Linked DNA regions of Acanthopagrus latus: region 1 is linked to region 2. The links are chromatin contacts, called in public Hi-C maps. All regions are on one chromosome and are shown on one strand. Each heading gives the region's core, a stretch centred on a gene start, on an enhancer-like site or on the middle of the called end of the contact. The rest is flanking DNA. Distances are from core to core; before and after follow the strand shown.

Evidence for each region. Hi-C and Micro-C count contacts between places; a contact is called where the count stands out from the background.
Region 1: a contact with region 2 is called in a Hi-C map of muscle, with 4 times the contacts expected there. The contact joins the promoter of stat5a here to the promoter of hcrt in region 2. A contact is called at or near these places in 2 of 4 Hi-C or Micro-C datasets (both in muscle).

The regions. Positions count from the first base shown.
Region 1 is chr23:18,051,463-18,054,435 of fAcaLat1.1, forward strand. It overlaps stat5a (signal transducer and activator of transcription 5A), which reads right to left and starts at 1,357. Exons shown (of 20, transcript XM_037087818.1): 1 at 1,047-1,357.
Region 2 is chr23:17,921,423-17,924,769 of fAcaLat1.1, forward strand. It overlaps hcrt (orexin), which reads right to left and starts at 1,773. Exons shown (of 2, transcript XM_037089206.1): 1 at 1,409-1,773; 2 at 1-165. The coding sequence starts at 1,492. si:ch211-210g13.5 (inactive phospholipase C-like protein 2) reads right to left here. Exons shown (of 6, transcript XM_037088901.1): 6 at 2,560-3,347.

The sequences.
Region 1 (2,973 bases), core at 107-2,606, 130 kb after region 2:
GTGATGCAAAATTCATGTCTATCAAAATCATACCAGGGCACTGTTATTAATGGCACCAGTGCAGAGACGGAGAGGTTCATTTTTAATCACATTACTTCCTGTTTGCAATTACTTTGCATCATGTGATAAGAAACTGGGTGCACCTGAATGACGTGCTGGTGCACGTAAATAATATTTTTTTAAAAAGTTAGGCGCACCAGTACAACTAGACTGCACCTGAGCCCTGCATATTATCTATCTCTGCATGTGAAGTTTTAATCTGTACAGCTGTCAGAGAAATGAGCACAGAGAGGACAAGGTCCCTCTCTGACATGTGAACTGAAAAAAAAAAAAAAATCCCCCCAAATCCTTGATGAACGGGGCTCAAACTGGACCCGAACGCGGCAGAGTTGAGTTGAGGATCCTGAACAAAAAGCTCTCAGTCAGACTCTCTCACCTGTCAGACTCGTAAAGTCTGACTCGTACCGCTATTAGGCTCATGAGAGCTGTATAACGCTCATTTACGAGACGGAGCCTGTCGGCGCTGGCTGTGAGAGCCGCCACGGGTTATCTTCGTGGTCCTGTTTCAGCTGGGTTGGCACTTGAACGCCTCGTGTAGGTCACACCGGGAGATAAACTCGCACTTCACGAGCAGAAAGGCAGCGAGAACCCAACAAGTTTACGCAGTGAAGTCACACGCGGCAAAGACAGTGACAGCGCGCTCCACGGGCACCGGAGACACGCTGTCAGTCCGTGGAGGTTATTATAGGACCGGGGGGAGCTGCCTGTTGATTCAGCACTGTTCAGGGAAGAAGTCGCAGAAAGAGAAAAAAATAATAATAATAAAAACCTACACCGCCCCCCAAACTCCCACCCGACAAGAAATTGTTTACTCCACGCAGCCGTGTGCGGGGTTTCTTTCCTCCGTTGCGGTGCCGCACTCGCAGTTTGTTTACAAAAGCGCTGTCAAGACTCTTCATTGCGCAACGGAGGACTTTCAACACCCCCCCAATCCACGTTCACACGACACACAGTGGAAAAAAGACGTGGAGAAGTGTCAGCCTTACCTCCGTGGAGCGACCCGAGCCGCTGTCCGTGCTCATAAAACGCGAAGGAGAGGCTGCGACAGAGATCTCCCGGTCAGTCCGCCGCTCAGTCAGCCGTCTAGTTTGCAACAGTTCGCTTTAGTTCACTGCTCTCTCTCTCTCTCTCTCTCTCTCTCTGTCTCTCTCTCTCACTCACTCACTCACTCACTCACTCACTCACACACACACGCACAGGCATAAACCGCCCACTTCCGGTGGCTCTTGAACGTCTGACAGGGTTCAACACTTTCCGCAGATTTCTGTCCCGCTGATCATCGATCGGTTTGGACGAGCAGCGGTGGATTCAGGTCGGAGGAGGCGATAATAACAAGAGACAGACACCGTGTTGTCACGTGTTGTATCTGCTGAACCTGTTGCTGTTTATTTATGTATTTATTTATTTGTTTATTTTATATTATAAGTATCTTTAAATTAATCAACATTTATTTTTATTGTCTTTTTTTATTTGTGTTCGCTATTCAAAGGATAACTTATGATAACGATGATAATAGTAGTATTATAATATTAATAATATGACAATTATTATCATTTTCTGTATCTGCGGAAACATTATTTATTATGGTGATTATTTATTTATTTTATTTGTTTGCATTTTATTTCTGTTGACATCGTCTGAATTGACTGTCAGTGCTGTATATTAAAAATGCACATAAAACATCTTAAAGTAACAATAACAATTAGAATGACAATACTACTGATTATTATTATTATGATGTGCACAGATAGATAAAAAAGTGAGAGCACTCTTCGGTGCAGGTCGCTGATCTCAGACTCACTTTTCTCTGGTTCGCTGTGATCAGAGCTGCTGTCTGCCGCACTTACTTTAGAGGCAGACCGGTTGATTAGATTAAATCTAATCTAATGTGCATTCAATCTTCAATCCAGCTCAGGAGCATCGCGCCCAAATCTGTCGCCCTCAGTCTGGAGAACAGCGACGCCGTCTGGTACAAAACGGATCTAGTATTTATTTACTTCTTTTTCTTTTTTCTTTTTTTTTACCTCCAGAAAATCACATAAAATCAGATTTGTTGGTTCCCGGTTCAGGCACCATATGTGCGAGTTGGATAAATTTAAATTAATGCACACACACACACACACACACACACACACACACACACACACACACACACACACACACACACACACACGGGAGATGTGGTGACAGGAACCAAAGATAAACCTGCCAAAATTAATTAGAGGACAATGTTGGCCTGAGGCACATGCAGACACAAAGAGAACAACACACTGTTGTCAAGGCCACAATGTGAGCACATGATGACTGTTGGAGAAAAGTATTTAAATCCCTGACTTTTGTAAAACGCTGGAAAATTCTCCTTTTACAAGTTGAAGCTGTGGTATCAACATGCTTGCAGTAGTGTTTGCGGGAGGATTAGCTTGAGTATGAAGAGTGTGTTCATTGTAAGGTAGAAATAAAAGTAAAATAAAACAGAACTAGATTAATGTAGAAGCAGCTTTAACTGTAACATGCTGCCATTTGAGTTTAACACAATACATTTTGAATATAATAATGATTTCTGTCTGGTATCAAAATGTCCTCTTTCTTCACAAGAACAACATTCTTCTGTTCTGTTCTTTTCTCATTAGTTTAACAGGTTAATTCAAATTGATTTAACTATTTTATTCTCAGACCATTTCACAGAACCTATAAACTCGAGTTCTGCTAATTTGATTAGGGTTTAAAATACCGAGTTGAATGAAGATAAAGCAGAGTTCAATCTGTAGGCACATGATCAGCTTATTAGCTTATTATCTTTAATGAGCTTCCCAGTGTGCATTGCTTGACCCTTAACCTCTCCTGATACCCTTTAGCTCACATGATGAAAACTTGCTGTGTGTCTTCAGTTGGCCACATTTTCAAGTCACACTT
Region 2 (3,347 bases), core at 523-3,022:
GGAGGCGTCTCCAGTCAGCTGTCCCCCCAAGGTCCTGCTGCCGGAGCGGCACAGCAACACGTAGAGGCGACAGGAGCGGGCTGGTTGTCTGCAGCACTCAGACATGCTGTGAGCGTCACATGCCAGCTGAGACAGCAGCAGCATCAACACCAGCACCAGGACCTTCTGCTGGGAGAAAGAGATGTGTTCATTCTGATACACGATGACGATAGAAACAGAATTATTTACCTGCATGTCTTTGAAATGTCAGTATTATTTAATATGTATGTTTTACACATGTATTACACGTTGCTCAGCAGTTCTTACTGATCGATTGATACAAAAGCCTGAATCAAGGATGGATGGACAAACTCCAAGAATAAGAACTGAATTTATAAAAGATGATGCTCATTTATATTGATAAACATCATCAAATCCTGATCTTGAGTCATGGATACACAGAGTCTCAGCAGGACCAGCTGTTAGGGTAATGGTACTACACACGATTATTGATCTGCGCACAAAGGACATGGATCATCACTTAATCTCTATTAATATCTCACTGACATTTACATGCTAATACCTTAATCACTTGTCATAGTGGTATTACATAAACTAAATCATTTCCGTGCTAATAAAATGCATTTTCTTTTGTTAAATGATACTACAGTCTACTACAGATGCACATGACGTGGTTTTCAGTAGATTATTTGGTTTTACTGATCTTCCTAAATTTTAGAAAAAGGATTGTTTTTGTTTATGTTGATAGGAGAACAAAAAGCTAAAATACTGTTTAAAGTCATTGAATAAAACGCCTGATGCCTGCTCAGGAAGCTTTTCAACCTTTTTAAAATGTCCAGTGTGAGATTGAGCCCCTCGGACGGAGAAAAGTCCGTCCAAAAAAAGGTTTTTGTGGCTTCATCATGTTAGGATGCTATTTAGGTTTTTACCGACTGAGTGAAACAATGATAAACAATCATATCATATTTTAAGAGCCTAATTAATTGCAAATGTGCAAAAGTTTACACCTGTTATTATCTACTCTGAGGTCACACACTTCCCTCATTACAACGCCTAAAATAAAAAGTAAAAAATTGTCCCCACCACTTTAAACATAAAGTGAAATCTTTGACGTCAAGTACTCATTACAAATGCCACATGTATATATGTTTTGGGTTTTTTTTGCAGATAAACTTTTGATATGTAGTAACACAAGAAATGTATCAAAATACTTCTACTTCTTCTACCCCTGTCTTGATGAGGTCAAAATAATGTGGAAATGTGAAGGAAATGATTCTTGAGAAAAATGTATATAGAAGTAAAAAGACAAGGTCACAAACAAATTCCTACACTAACACAACTTTTAACGGTGAATTTGCAAATCCCTCAATAGTTTTTAAGATAATAGAAAAATCTAACTCTGTCTTACCCTGTTCGACGTGTCCATCCCAGTAGCCTTCTGGAAATTGGTGGGGAGCCACGTCATCTTCTGGCCAGTGTGAGGTGAAGTCATCTGATCTTCTGATGCTCCGGGTAAAATGACACGTGTCTTTTATATTGTTCTGCGATGTCCACACCGACGGACGTCACTGAGGGCCATCCTCAAACACAACCAATAATTCTCTTGCTCATTTGAAGGGCTGATGTCGAGCTCCTTGCCGTTAATTAGTCTCCAGAGGTAGATCATCTCCTAGGCACTTCTCTGGACCTTTGATGAACTGCAGGTATTTCTTTGTGGCCGCGTGCCAAAGGTCTACGAGGACATGCCATGATAATGAGCGCTGACGGACACAAGTTAATTAGCTAATGTGTCCTAAGAGTTCTATAATATGAATATAGAGAAAGCCTGGATATGCCCTTTCTCAGTTTGTAATGACAAGCTATTTCAAAAGCCATGCTAATGAGGTTCTGAGGGCTTTTTCCTCCCAGACAAACCAAGAGTGTGTTTTTCTTGCTCCTATAAAAAGTGTGTGCTGGTGACGTGAGCAGGGTTGATGAATCCATGGCACCCAAAACTTAAGAGTGGGCTGATTTCTTGTTACACTGTCTACTTTATAAACTGCCTCTCTCATTAGTCGACATAGCAGGATGACAAAAATCATTTGAAAGCATTCATTGACTTTCAGATTGTTGTCTCTCTTCCTTTCTTCCTCCCTGCCACTTACTTAATATCTGTTGCCATCTTATGGACAACAGGGAGCACTGCTCTAAATAGACAAACTCATGCATGATATGATAAACGGCCTACTTCGTGTTTCTTCAGAACAAAAGATTTTAGATGTGCAGAATTAACAAGTGCATCGCAGTGCGTAAAAAAAAAAAAAGGAATCAATAAAGCTTTTGGAAGGCTTTATTGATTTGCTTGGGATTCGCCGTCACAGCCGCTTTCAAAATGCTCCAAAGAGCCCGTGACATCCGTTTGAGTGCAATCGGAAAAAGCCATTCTGTGAACCCTGCGTTACTTAAAGTATTTTCAGCAAAATGTCACTCTACATGCCGATTGTTAAACTGCTGAGTGTCTAAACAGGCGTGTTTAACTTCCCTGCAACATTAAAGAGGAATGAATGAGAGGAGACAGGATAAACAATGAAGCCAGTTTTAATGGGCCACTTAAAGGAGCTTTTACAGAATCCACACTCACTTTGCAGTGAAACACATGTCAGGTTATTGTTTTGACCCTCATGTTCGTGGCGCTAACCCGTAATCCCTCGTTCCAGTCCCACATGCACTGGTTGTCCTGATCGGCACCACAGAACAACAGGTGTCAAATCACTGTCTATGTGGAAGTTACTGTTAAAAAAAGAATCTGAATATCAACAGAACTAACAACAATTATTATAATAGCAATCATTAATGTCCGTGTCTGCAAGAATTATCATAGCAATATATGTTCCTTTTACATTTTACATACAGTTTACATCTATATCCATTTTATTTTGTGGTTTTTATCGACAGCAGTACCATGTTCCTGTTGACCTTCGACCTCTAACAGGCCGGGGTCACATATAACATTTGTGATTGGCTGGTGAGCTCCGCCACTTTTTCGGACGTGGGCCAGCTCCACCCTGGGGGCCGAAACACCAAGTCACGTAACGTCACACACACAGCCCCTGGGGAGGAGACGGGGAGACCCTTTTGGGGGAGAGTCCAGGAATGCCGGAGAACTTAAATTCTAAGGAATGACACCGGAGATGTGTGGGGGCTCGATGGAGGGTGACACTGGTGAAGGATGCGAGAAGTGCATCGATGTGACTGAACGCACAAACAGCTACAGGTTGTTTTGTTTTTTTCCCTATCTCATCCCTACAGCTCCCTGCTTTGTGCTGAAATGGTCGTCTGTGACTCCTACAGAGCTCAGCCTGGTCGAG